3 separate regions of the Mus musculus genome follow, and all the other regions are linked to region 2. The links are chromatin contacts, called in public promoter capture Hi-C maps. All regions are on one chromosome and are shown on one strand. The core of a region is the stretch at or near the end of the contact, and the rest is flanking DNA. Distances in the headings are between cores, read along the strand shown.

Region 1 (3,225 bases), core at 40-2,539, 140 kb before region 2:
TCCCTTCAACTCTTGGGGTTTCCATGCCCAGGAGTTTGAGAACCACAGTTTCCGACCCAGTGACAATGAACTGGGGCCCCTATCTTAGGTTTCATTTCCTCTCCCCTGAGCGGTATGACCCACAAGCCCCGCACCCCAGCGGAGAGAAAGGAACATAGCCTAGCGCCTCTGTGTTTTATCTCCCCGAGTGGCAAAGCGAATGCAGATCCATATATATTCTTCCTTTGGCCTCTCTCTCTCTGGTGTGTTCTGCAAGCGCTCCCCTCTTAGAAAGCTGAGTCTGTTTCTGATCCGCGCATACCTCAGTTTGTTTATTAGAATACTGAACGTTCCCTGCGTGTTAGGAATAAGCAACAGGGGCTCCATGATTCAGGGGAGGAGTTTTCTTGTCGCTATGAGAGACCAGCCAGGGGCATCCAGAAGAGTCCAGAGCAGAGAGGAAAAGCAGCAGACTGCCTGCCCATGGACAGGACCATCTCTCAGGAGCAGAGAAAATAGGAGTGGGGAGCTAGAGAAGAGAATAGTAAGAGCGGCAGGGGGTAGAGTGGGGATATTGCTGGTTTTAAGGAAAACGGACGGGGCTGAGGTGGAAGGGCCTGGGAGCTAGCAGAGCGGAGGAGTCAGGGAGGTGAGAGGGGTCAGAAGGCCAGTGCAGAACAGGTACATGTGAACATGTGTCATGTGAAGGAGTCTGCAGGCTAGCATGGGCTGTCATGTGGACCCACAGAACTGTTCTGACAGGTTTCTGAGGAACTCTTTGTGAGAACTTTGAGCTATACACAAGAAACCCTATAGTCCAGCTTGAGCTGCGGGCCAGACTGTCATTTTGGACAAAGACAGTGGGCCTGCCCTTTATTTCAGGGGGCTGGGGAGGGTTCTTGGAATTTTTCCTTTTGGACCTAATAATAGGTATCACTCTAAGGATTCTAAGTCCCAGCCCAGGAGACTAGAACCCAGGAGGAAGAACAGCCTGGCTTGAGGCCCTCTAAAGGTCTGCTGCTGTTTGTCAACTCTCCCAGGTAGAGTCTCTGCCCAATGAGGCACCAAGGACTAGACCCTCCTCCTCCCCCAACCCCTTGCTGCCCTTCCCAGTTAATGGTACCAGCATCTCAAGAACTGCTTGCTCTGTCCTCAGAAAACCTCCCAGGGTAGCACACTGACAGCAGGTCCCAGAAGTTGTGGGACCTTCCCCAGGCTCCAATCCCGGAGATGTTTATTCTCTGGGTGGAGGGTGAGAAAAGCAAAGAAAGATGTTGCAATCCACTCCGTCCACGTCAGACACGTCATCCGAAAGGGAGGAGTAGGGCAGGGCCAGAGGAGGGACAGCCTGACGCGGCCACCAGCCCTGACTCAACCTGCCAGCCCCCTTACCTGGCCAGCCTTGAGGAGATGGAACAGCCCAGGCTACAAGGCCTGCCCCCACTCCTCAACTTCCCTTGATAATGAACCAGAAACTGAAACTAAAACAGGCAGGCTCCCCGTTAGAGATGAGTCACTTCCCAAAGTGACTGAAGTAGCCGAGAAGTGGAAACAGAGGGGCAGAAGAGAACCCAGGGCACTGAGACAGGTGAGAGCAGGTACCAACCACATAGCTGCCCAAACTGGGAGGCAATGGGAGGGGGCTTCGAGGTGGGACAGCCAGACAGGACCAGCAAGCTCTGGGACCTATAGCACACAGAAGCTGAAGGCTGGCAAGAGGCCAGCTTCTGTTGCCAGGTGGCACTGGAGATAATGGGCAGGGCTCAGGGTGTAGTTTGGCAGGGTGGTGGCCCAGGATGCCTGGAGGGCTGTTGGTTCTTGACTGACAGCCTGGCTCTCCCCCACCCCCCACCTCCCCATCCTCCAGGGCTTTCTGAGGGTCGCCAAGGAGCATGGCAGGCATCCCAGAGGTGGTGGCCATGGACTGTGAGATGGTGGGGCTTGGGCCTCAAAGGGTGAGTGGCCTCGCCCGCTGCAGCATTGTGAACATCCATGGCGCAGTCCTGTATGACAAGTACATCCGACCCGAGGGAGAGATCACGGACTACAGAACCCAAGTCAGCGGGGTCACGCCTCAGCACATGGTGAGGGCCACGCCATTTGGTGAAGCCAGGCTAGAGGTAAGTGAAGAAGGAGCAGGAGTCGAGGCACATTTGTCCTTCCACCTCAGCTCCTTCCTAGGGTCTGTGGTCTGTGACTCTCCCATGAGGAATTTCTCACATATTTGAGGGAGGGAAGGACTCTGGGTCTCCCTATCACAGCCCTCAACTAAGTTAGTCTCCCCACCACCAGAGAATCTTAGGCTCCCATCTGCAGCTGTTTTCAGGGCATCTTTCTGGTCCAACTTTCCGGTCTTATGATGGGGACATTGAGTCCCACCTGATGTTCCTTCTCTTCTACATCGCACTGCTCTGGTGAGCCTGTGAAATGAGGTTCTGAGGCTGAGCTGGCTCTGACTCAGAGGCCAGAGGCTCCTGGGCTGAAGGAGACTGTGTTCCCAGACTGCGTGCTCTGGGCCACTGAGGCCCGAGGTTCTTACCCTTTAACCTTGTGTCCATGTCTTCCAGACATGTAGGACACGGAGCTGAGCACTCTAAGGGCTGCCCATCCTCCCACTGGGCCGCCAGATAGATCAGGCTTGCTCATCCGCTGTGTGGCAAGCAGCCAGGCTCTGCTACTGCCCACTGGGTGGAAATCCCAGTACCCTGATGGTGCTTAGCAAACCGCCCCCCACCCCCCAGATTGCCCAAACACTAGTAGCACTTGTCACACTTGTGCATGTGCGCTCTGGGAGGGATAGGTAGAGGGGCAGTGTGCCAGGGCCAGTGGGCAGGAGTTATGTGTAAGTTTATTTGCCTGCCGTATGGGATTTTCTGGGCTTATTTCTGTGTATGACTTTCCTTCAGGGCTTCCCCAGCCCCGGGAGTTCCATTCCCCATCATTTGTTTGCTTGCTGTTAAGATAGGGTCCCATGTCGCTCAGGCTGGCTTTGATCCTCCTGCCTCTATCTGCCCCAAATTCTGGGGTTTACAGGCATGTGTCATGGTACCCGGTTTATATGGGCCAGACGCTAGGTCCTCCAATGCTAGGCAAGCACTCTGCCAGTTGAGCCACACTCCAGCCTTAGTTATTAATCTTTAAAGAGGACTATGAAAGAATTTGCAAATATTTAAAATGGTCAGAGACACTTTGGGCAAAGTCATTGGCTCCTGTGTGTTTCTGTTGCTCTCTTTTGTAGAATCCTGG
Region 2 (3,474 bases), core at 415-2,914:
TTTCCTTATTTACAAAGATGAATTACCTATTGAATATTTGTCTTTGACTTGAATTGCTCTTCATCAATCCAAGGCCCTCCGGGATATACGTCAAATATGATGCCACTTTGCAGACAAGGACAGTCCGTGGTCACCCAGAGCGTGACTTGAGAAATGCTTTAGACTTTAAGAGACTAGTGTTTCCTAAGAAAATGTTTTTTAGTTTAATTTTTTAACAAAGAGATTGATGTTTCTAGAAAATAACTCATAAGATTCCACTCTATTCTTCTAAAAAGCAAACACACTAGCCTCTGAGCAGCGCTGACTACCATTGAAATGTGCTGACTGTGACCCAGAGCAGCCAATATACAGGTGGGAAAGAAGGCAGGCCACCCAACAGAACACCTGAGCCACAGCCCACCCTGGGCTTCACCCCCTGTACAAGAAAGAAACAGTCAAAGAATGCTCTGGGCCAGGGCCAGTCCCAAAGACCACTAGCCAGTGAGGTATGCACACAATTCCAGCATAGTCAACCTGGGGAAACTGAGGCACATCACTTCTGACCTCTCATCAAGAAAAAACTTGGTCGGTTCTCTCTGTAGTCTGCAAAGAACCCACTTCTTGCCCAGTGAGAGATTCGGGAGATTTCCACTGCACTGCCTGAGGCCACTGTGCTTTAATGAGAAGAACACCCGCTTCCTCTCAAGGCCAGCAGCGGTCTGAATCCCCAGCCCCCAAACACACTGCAGCTTGCCCAGCTAGCTGCTCCTGTGAGGGGTGACCTTGACTTGAAGTTAGCCCCAACTTGCTGGACAACTCCACCACTTTCTGAGCCCCATGGTATATGTGAGCATTGTTGGGAGGTGAGAGGTAGTGTTGTAATATTTAACTTATTGGACTCGTTAGAGAAATTAAAATCACTGTATGCTGCAACTAGCTTATAGAAGGGATCCAAAGACTCTTAGATTTTTCTTTTTCCGGGAAACAAATTTATTAAAGAGTGTTGTAGAGGCCAGGCCGTAGCGAATTCCTGCTTGAGATGTCCTTGGTCTATGTTGCGTTTTGAAGACACCCCTCCCCGCGCCCTCAGCCTTGTGCCTTGTGCCTCTGTAGCTGCCTCATCTCCTCTCTCCGCCCTTGCGTCTCGGGGTACCCCACCCCCAAAACTTTCCAACAGTGTTCTATGAAGATTCTTTCAAATCGCATTCCCAGAGTAGGGGGTCGTCCTGTGCGATGGCATCTTTCTGGGTATCAGCTGCAAATCGCATCCCGATACCAGGGAAACACCCCGACCCCAACCCCAGCACCGGACTGCTACCCTGACAGCAGGAGCCGGGTGCCTTCGGCACTCTGCGGGCGCAGCCCTCCGGGGCCGCCTGGACTGCGGAGCTGCCGACCGCAATGCAGACGCGGGCCCTCCAGTGCTGCCCGCACAGCTTTCCTCCGCGGCCCCAGGAGCTGCGGGGTCCGCGCTCCTCTCGTGCCCTGCGCGCCCGGAGCCTTCCCCAGCTGAGCGCGGTCCCCAGCCCGGGTCCTGCGCGCTCCGGACGTTTCTGCCTTCCCCTCCCCCCGCAGATTGGCCCCGGGGGTGGGGTTTCCCTGTGCGCTCGCCCCCACCCCTCGTGTGTGCCCTCCCCTCCCCCGCCCGCCCCTATGTATGTGTCACCGCGCACCATTCCCGCCCACCTACCTCCCCGCGGTGCCAGAGGGGCTCACAGAGCTGAGGACGCGTGCGGAACGGCTCAAGGTCCCTCACTCTCTCTCCGCATCCTCGCCGGCTAGCATCTGACGCAGGTGCCGAGGGAGTTCGGGCACCTTTCTGTGTCCCTTCCCTTCATCGACCCTGCTCCGAAACCTAGTCAGCCAGCCACCACTGCGGCCACCGCCCGAGGGGACTTGCGGAGAAGACGCCGGCGGGAGAAGGGGTTCGCAGGGCCCCCCCCCCCCCGCGCAGAGCATCCCTGCTGCAGCGCAGCAAGACCCGGGGCTGGCAGCCCCCAGGAATCCCTAGCTGCTTCGCAGGGATAAAGGACTGAAGTTCTTGGAGGAGCGAGTCCAACTCTTCAAGGTAAAGAAAAGGCTCCTTCTCTCCAGGGGAGCTCTGTCCCAGGGCATCTGGGAATGCTGCTGAGGACAGGCGCCTAGGTGCTGGGGGTGGCGTGCCTTGGTGCCCACATTGGGTATGTGTGTTGAGACTCTCACGACCTCCGCTGCATGCACACGGAAGTTGAGCAAACTCAACTGCTGCCCGGACTCAAAGTGAATGGGAACACGTGGAGGGGCTCCAGCTCTGAGTACACAGAATTAAGAAAGACCAGAGATTTTTCAAGTTTAAGGTATGGGGGCGCTAAACTGAAGTGTAGAGCGAGTAGCAGTTTTAAAGCCAAGGAAATGTGGGTTCAAATCCCACTCCCCCCCCCAACGCGCCCCCCCCCCCTGTCCTCTGGGTGCCCCATAAGGCTTTCATCTTCTCTTGGGAAGGCCAATTGACCAGAGAATCAACAAAGTTACATGAACAGCTGATCAGATAGGCGGCAGATACCTGAGAAAGGATGAGAAAACTCGTGGGTCCCATTGGGTTTATGGCAGGGATCTCAGGATACTCAAAGCGGTAGGAAAGAGGAGGAAAGATATCAGCTGAGTCTGGGACAGGGCTACTGCTCCCAGGGGAGATCGGGCGTTTGTCGAGGTGGAAAGAAGACATGGGGATGCAGGACGGTCCCGAAGTTTTTCCATTTCTGCGCTTTTCTGCAACCCTTCCAATACCAGGGCTGGGTGGGAGGGTGACAGCGTGTCAGTAAGCTGTGGGTGTGGAGGGCTGTCTGCTTCAGGAAGAAGAATCCCGCCCAAATTATTCGGACTTGCTGCTGCCCGCAATCCGGAGCTAGGCTCTGGAGCGGGCATTCACTAGTCTCACTATAGAGCATCTCAGGTCCCAGAGGTTTGGTGGGCATGTTAATTCCAGTTCTGTGGGGTGGGGAGTGTCAGTGGGAGGCAACGGGAAGATCTTCTGTGAGGTAGCTTGCCTTGGTGCTTCTGCCTCTGGGTGTTGCAGTGGGCTGGTGTCTAGACCCTGAAAAGCACCTATGGCATCTCCCCTAGGGAAGGGAATCTACAACAATGCAATGACTTTTTACAGGTCATTGATTTAGGGACAGAGTCAGAATTAGGGTCTAGATTTTTGAGGCTGAAGTCAGCTCCTCTGCCGATTTAAGGGAAGAGAAGTCACCGCCTTAATCCTCTCTCTTCCTTGCCTCTGGTTACCATGACAAGGAGTCGTCTAGTTGCCTATTTGTCCTGGCAAGGCTAGTTGGGGGTGGGGGGCGCTCTCAGTCACCAAGCCTAAGGAGATTCTACTCACCTAAAGAAAACATTACAGAATAAGCAACCCCTCCTGCCCCATTTAAAACATCTTAGATGAGGGAATTATCAAAGAGGAGGAAAAATCTGTCTTAGAAATGCTGGAATTCCTGAAGTCCTGTTGAATTTAAATAT
Region 3 (3,142 bases), core at 497-2,996, 220 kb after region 2:
GTTAATATCCTTATCTGGTGACAAACCCAGAGCTCATCTCTCACGGTCTAAACCATCTCAGCAGAAGAGAACTCATGACCATGGGGGAGGTTGTTTCTTAGTGAAATCCTTTGCTACCAAAGCCTGGCCTTCTCTTTGTCAAGAGAGAGCAGATTACAGAGGAATAAATAAATATTGAGGAGAAACTTTATTGAGGTAACATGACAACTGGGGGAAAACCGAAGAGCAATGGAGCCTCTCCTCCTCTCTACTGTCCCACAGTTATGGGTGCTTTGAAAGGTCTGGGGTTCAATGCAGTTCCAAGAGTCTTTCCGTCCACACTCTGGGGTGTCCCATACCTTCAAAATGAGAAATGGGGGAGTCTGAGGGATATTTTAGAGGGACTTCTGGATCCGCACTAAGTAGCCTTCAAAGGCTGCTACTTGCTCACATTGCTTTGTTTGTTTGTGACAAGGCCTCATTGTGACAGAGGAGGACTCATTATGTAGCTTCAAAGTAAAGCAATCCTCCTGCCTCAGCTTCCTGCTGGAATAACAAACAGGAGACCGGTGCTGGCTCCTCCTCCTTGAGTTGGCTCATGCTTTCCTTGTCGGGGTCCGGAAATGTATTAAGAGAAAATTTAACATTGCTTCAAATCTAAATTCCTTCCTCTGGCTATGTGTTCCTTCTGTCTCCTGCCTCTTCTCTTGGAGCCACACTGCGTGCCTTGGCAGTGTGTCGGTGGCTGCCTCACTGGAGCTCCCTTTCGGGTTGTCAGTATTCTCTCCATCAGGCACGTGCCGTTGCGAACAGAGCCTCAGGTTCACAGAATGGTAGAACCCAGTCTAGGTGCATGGATGGAGAGGGTGAGTGATGAATAGCTAGTCTTGATAAACGCCCGTGGAACACCACGCACTGTACTGATCTTCTATCAGCAACCAGCACTTACCAAATATAGTCAGTGAGAACTCTAAAAGGCTAAAAGGCACGGCCAAGACTGCAGTCTGACTTCAAAGGTCACTTCTTCCAAGTGGCCTCCAACCACAAGGGCTGGTTAAAAGCTGAAAGATCATAGGGACTGTAACAGGTCCATAAAGTCCTGCATGTTCCCACCCACTTCCCTAGCTGAAAGAGGTCAAAGGCTGCTGCCTCCACCTCTTTGTCGCCTCCACCTCTTGCTTTCTGGTTTAGTGACTCACCACCTCTGCTCTACTAAGTTAGGACTCCACACTTCAAACACCTACGTCCTGAGCTACAGGTTCATCTTCCTGGGCACACCAGTGCTGAGAACCCCACGGCTGGGCTATCTCTTTCCCCAGTTCATCTCTATAAGACTCCGGACCTTTCTGCCCCAGAACTCAGAAAGCCATCACAATAGGCCCTCTCCTCTACTCCGTATCATCAACCATCAAACATAACCCATCCTTTAGCCGGCTCCCCTTATCCCGCCCCTCGGGGAGGACCTTACCCAATAGCATCTAGGCCCACTGGCTAAAGACATCAAAAGTAACCAATTATAGGAGAATTGCCCGCTAAGAATCTCCGCCTCCACCTTGAGGAGCAGTCCTACTGACCAATGGGCCACCATATAGACGCAACAAGCGCGATGAACAAATAGAGTGGCGGCTGGGTGATCCAATGGACACTGGGAGAGCCTTGCTTGGGGGCGTAGCAGAGGCGGTCGTCAGGGGCGTGGCGGCAGTTGCCTGGGCGGGGCCGGTAGCGGCGGGAGCTGCGCTGGCCAGGGGTTCCGGCTGTATTTCTATGAGCGCAGCCGGCAGCTGCGGAGCTGCGGGAACCGGACTCCGGGCGGGTTGGACTGCTGGAGTCAATGAGAGAAGGTAAGACCTCGGCTGGGCGAGTTCCACCAAACAGGGATCGCGCCTTGGATGCGTCGGGCCAGAACCCCGAGTTACCCGGTCCCCAGCGTGGCTCGGCCCATCGCGCCGCAGCTTGAGTGCTCCGGATCCGTGGGGACTGTTTGGGGGACTGTCACCTGGCACTGCGGGGATCTAGAGGGCCAGCTTGTCTGATGACGGGGCAGCCCAACCCATTGGTGGGATACGCCTTCCTAAAGGTCCTTTGTCCTCTCCTGCTCGAGGAACCGAGGTTGGGGACAAGGCCGACGGAGGCCTCCTGGCTGCCATCCCTCGCTCTGATCAATGCTGAAGTCTTGGTCCTGGGGGAGGTATCTGGCCGGCCAGACTCAGGGTAGAGAGTGCAGGATGCTGGAAACCTGAAAGGGCCTGACTACAAGCCCTTTCGATGGGCCGATGCATTTTGGGATCCCGGGGCTCACCTACGACCGATGGGTTCAAGTTGTAGGGAAGCAATTTTTGACCTACTTGGAGGCGCACTTTATTGAGCTTGTGGGGCAACTGTTCTAGGTGCTTCGTGGGCTTTCCCCACAAGATCTGTCCAGCAGCGCCCCGGGCTGCCTGCCAGGCCGAGCAGCCAGAGCATCGACCTTGGAAGTGCCTAGCCAGAGGCCAGATGATAGCCACCTGTCTGGGATGCTTAGGAAGGGGAGAATTGTATGAGCCATCTGTGAGGCCCTTCTCCATCCACCCATGCACTCTGAACAACATTTATTGACTGTATCGAGGATGGGACTTACCGGAGTTGGCTAGATTCCAAGGGGATGTTGAATACACCCATAATGATCTTTTTTGAGGTCTTAGCTCTCAAATGCATGTGTGCATGCCTGCGTACAAATGGAATAGATTATATTGAATGCTGAGTTAATCAAGTGGTTCACCTTAAGTGCGCAGTTGGGGGTTCCACTTTCTGGTTCCTCTTTTGTGGTGCCCTCACCTCCAGCTGGTCAAGTTTTACCTGGCCCAGAGGCAGGTTCCAAGAACAGGCTTGGGAGAGATTGCAGGATTGGCAGAGTCAACATGATCTGTGCCCAGAGCTTTTCAAGGACCATTGGGTTACAGTCACACTAAGCAGAATGCATTTCCCCTCCTCACTGCCTCCCCTCATTTGCTTGACTAGGAAGGACATAATCCTCTGAAGGTCGGGAAGCAGAAGAAATAATTATAACCCGCTTTACCCAGGTGAAGATAAATGAAGCTTTGTCCGGGTAGGCAGCCAAAAGCAGCTCAGTCCACGCTGCTGGCGGTCAGCATGATATTTAGAAGCCAAAAGGCTGATGCTCATC

The links. Promoter capture Hi-C pulls out the DNA fragments that hold promoters and counts their contacts.
Region 1: a promoter capture Hi-C map of embryonic stem cells shows a contact between it and region 2. The contact joins the promoter of Isg20 here to the promoter of Acan in region 2. A contact is called at or near these places in 21 of 39 promoter capture datasets (the 3T3-L1 cell line, 3T3-L1-derived adipocytes, the C10 cell line and 13 more), 3 of 15 datasets of contacts at CTCF or cohesin (the NIH/3T3 cell line, embryonic stem cells and hippocampal excitatory neurons), 21 of 484 Hi-C or Micro-C datasets (B cells, the NIH/3T3 cell line, the P5424 cell line and 8 more), 17 of 115 datasets of contacts at active chromatin or transcription factors (cardiomyocytes, double positive thymocytes, embryonic basal ganglia and 7 more) and 3 of 9 other capture datasets (adipose tissue, embryonic stem cells and liver).
Region 3: a contact with region 2 is called in a promoter capture Hi-C map of embryonic stem cells. The contact joins the promoter of Abhd2 here to the promoter of Acan in region 2. A contact is called at or near these places in 2 of 39 promoter capture datasets (embryonic stem cells and stem cell-derived epiblast-like cells) and 2 of 115 datasets of contacts at active chromatin or transcription factors (both in embryonic stem cells).

The regions. Positions count from the first base shown.
Region 1 is chr7:78,912,476-78,915,700 of GRCm38.p6, forward strand. Isg20 (interferon-stimulated protein) reads left to right here and starts at 1,290. Exons shown (of 4, transcript NM_020583.5): 1 at 1,290-1,567; 2 at 1,847-2,099. The coding sequence starts at 1,872.
Region 2 is chr7:79,051,562-79,055,035 of GRCm38.p6, forward strand. It overlaps Acan (aggrecan), which reads left to right and starts at 1,665. Exons shown (of 18, transcript NM_001361500.1): 1 at 1,665-2,047. Gm26633 (predicted gene, 26633) reads right to left here and starts at 1,762. Exons shown (of 3, transcript NR_132432.1): 1 at 1,670-1,762.
Region 3 is chr7:79,271,520-79,274,661 of GRCm38.p6, forward strand. It overlaps Abhd2 (abhydrolase domain containing 2), which reads left to right and starts at 1,747. Exons shown (of 11, transcript NM_018811.6): 1 at 1,747-1,820. It overlaps Gm31510 (predicted gene, 31510), which reads right to left and starts at 1,510. Exons shown (of 2, transcript NR_169073.1): 1 at 1,448-1,510; 2 at 173-338.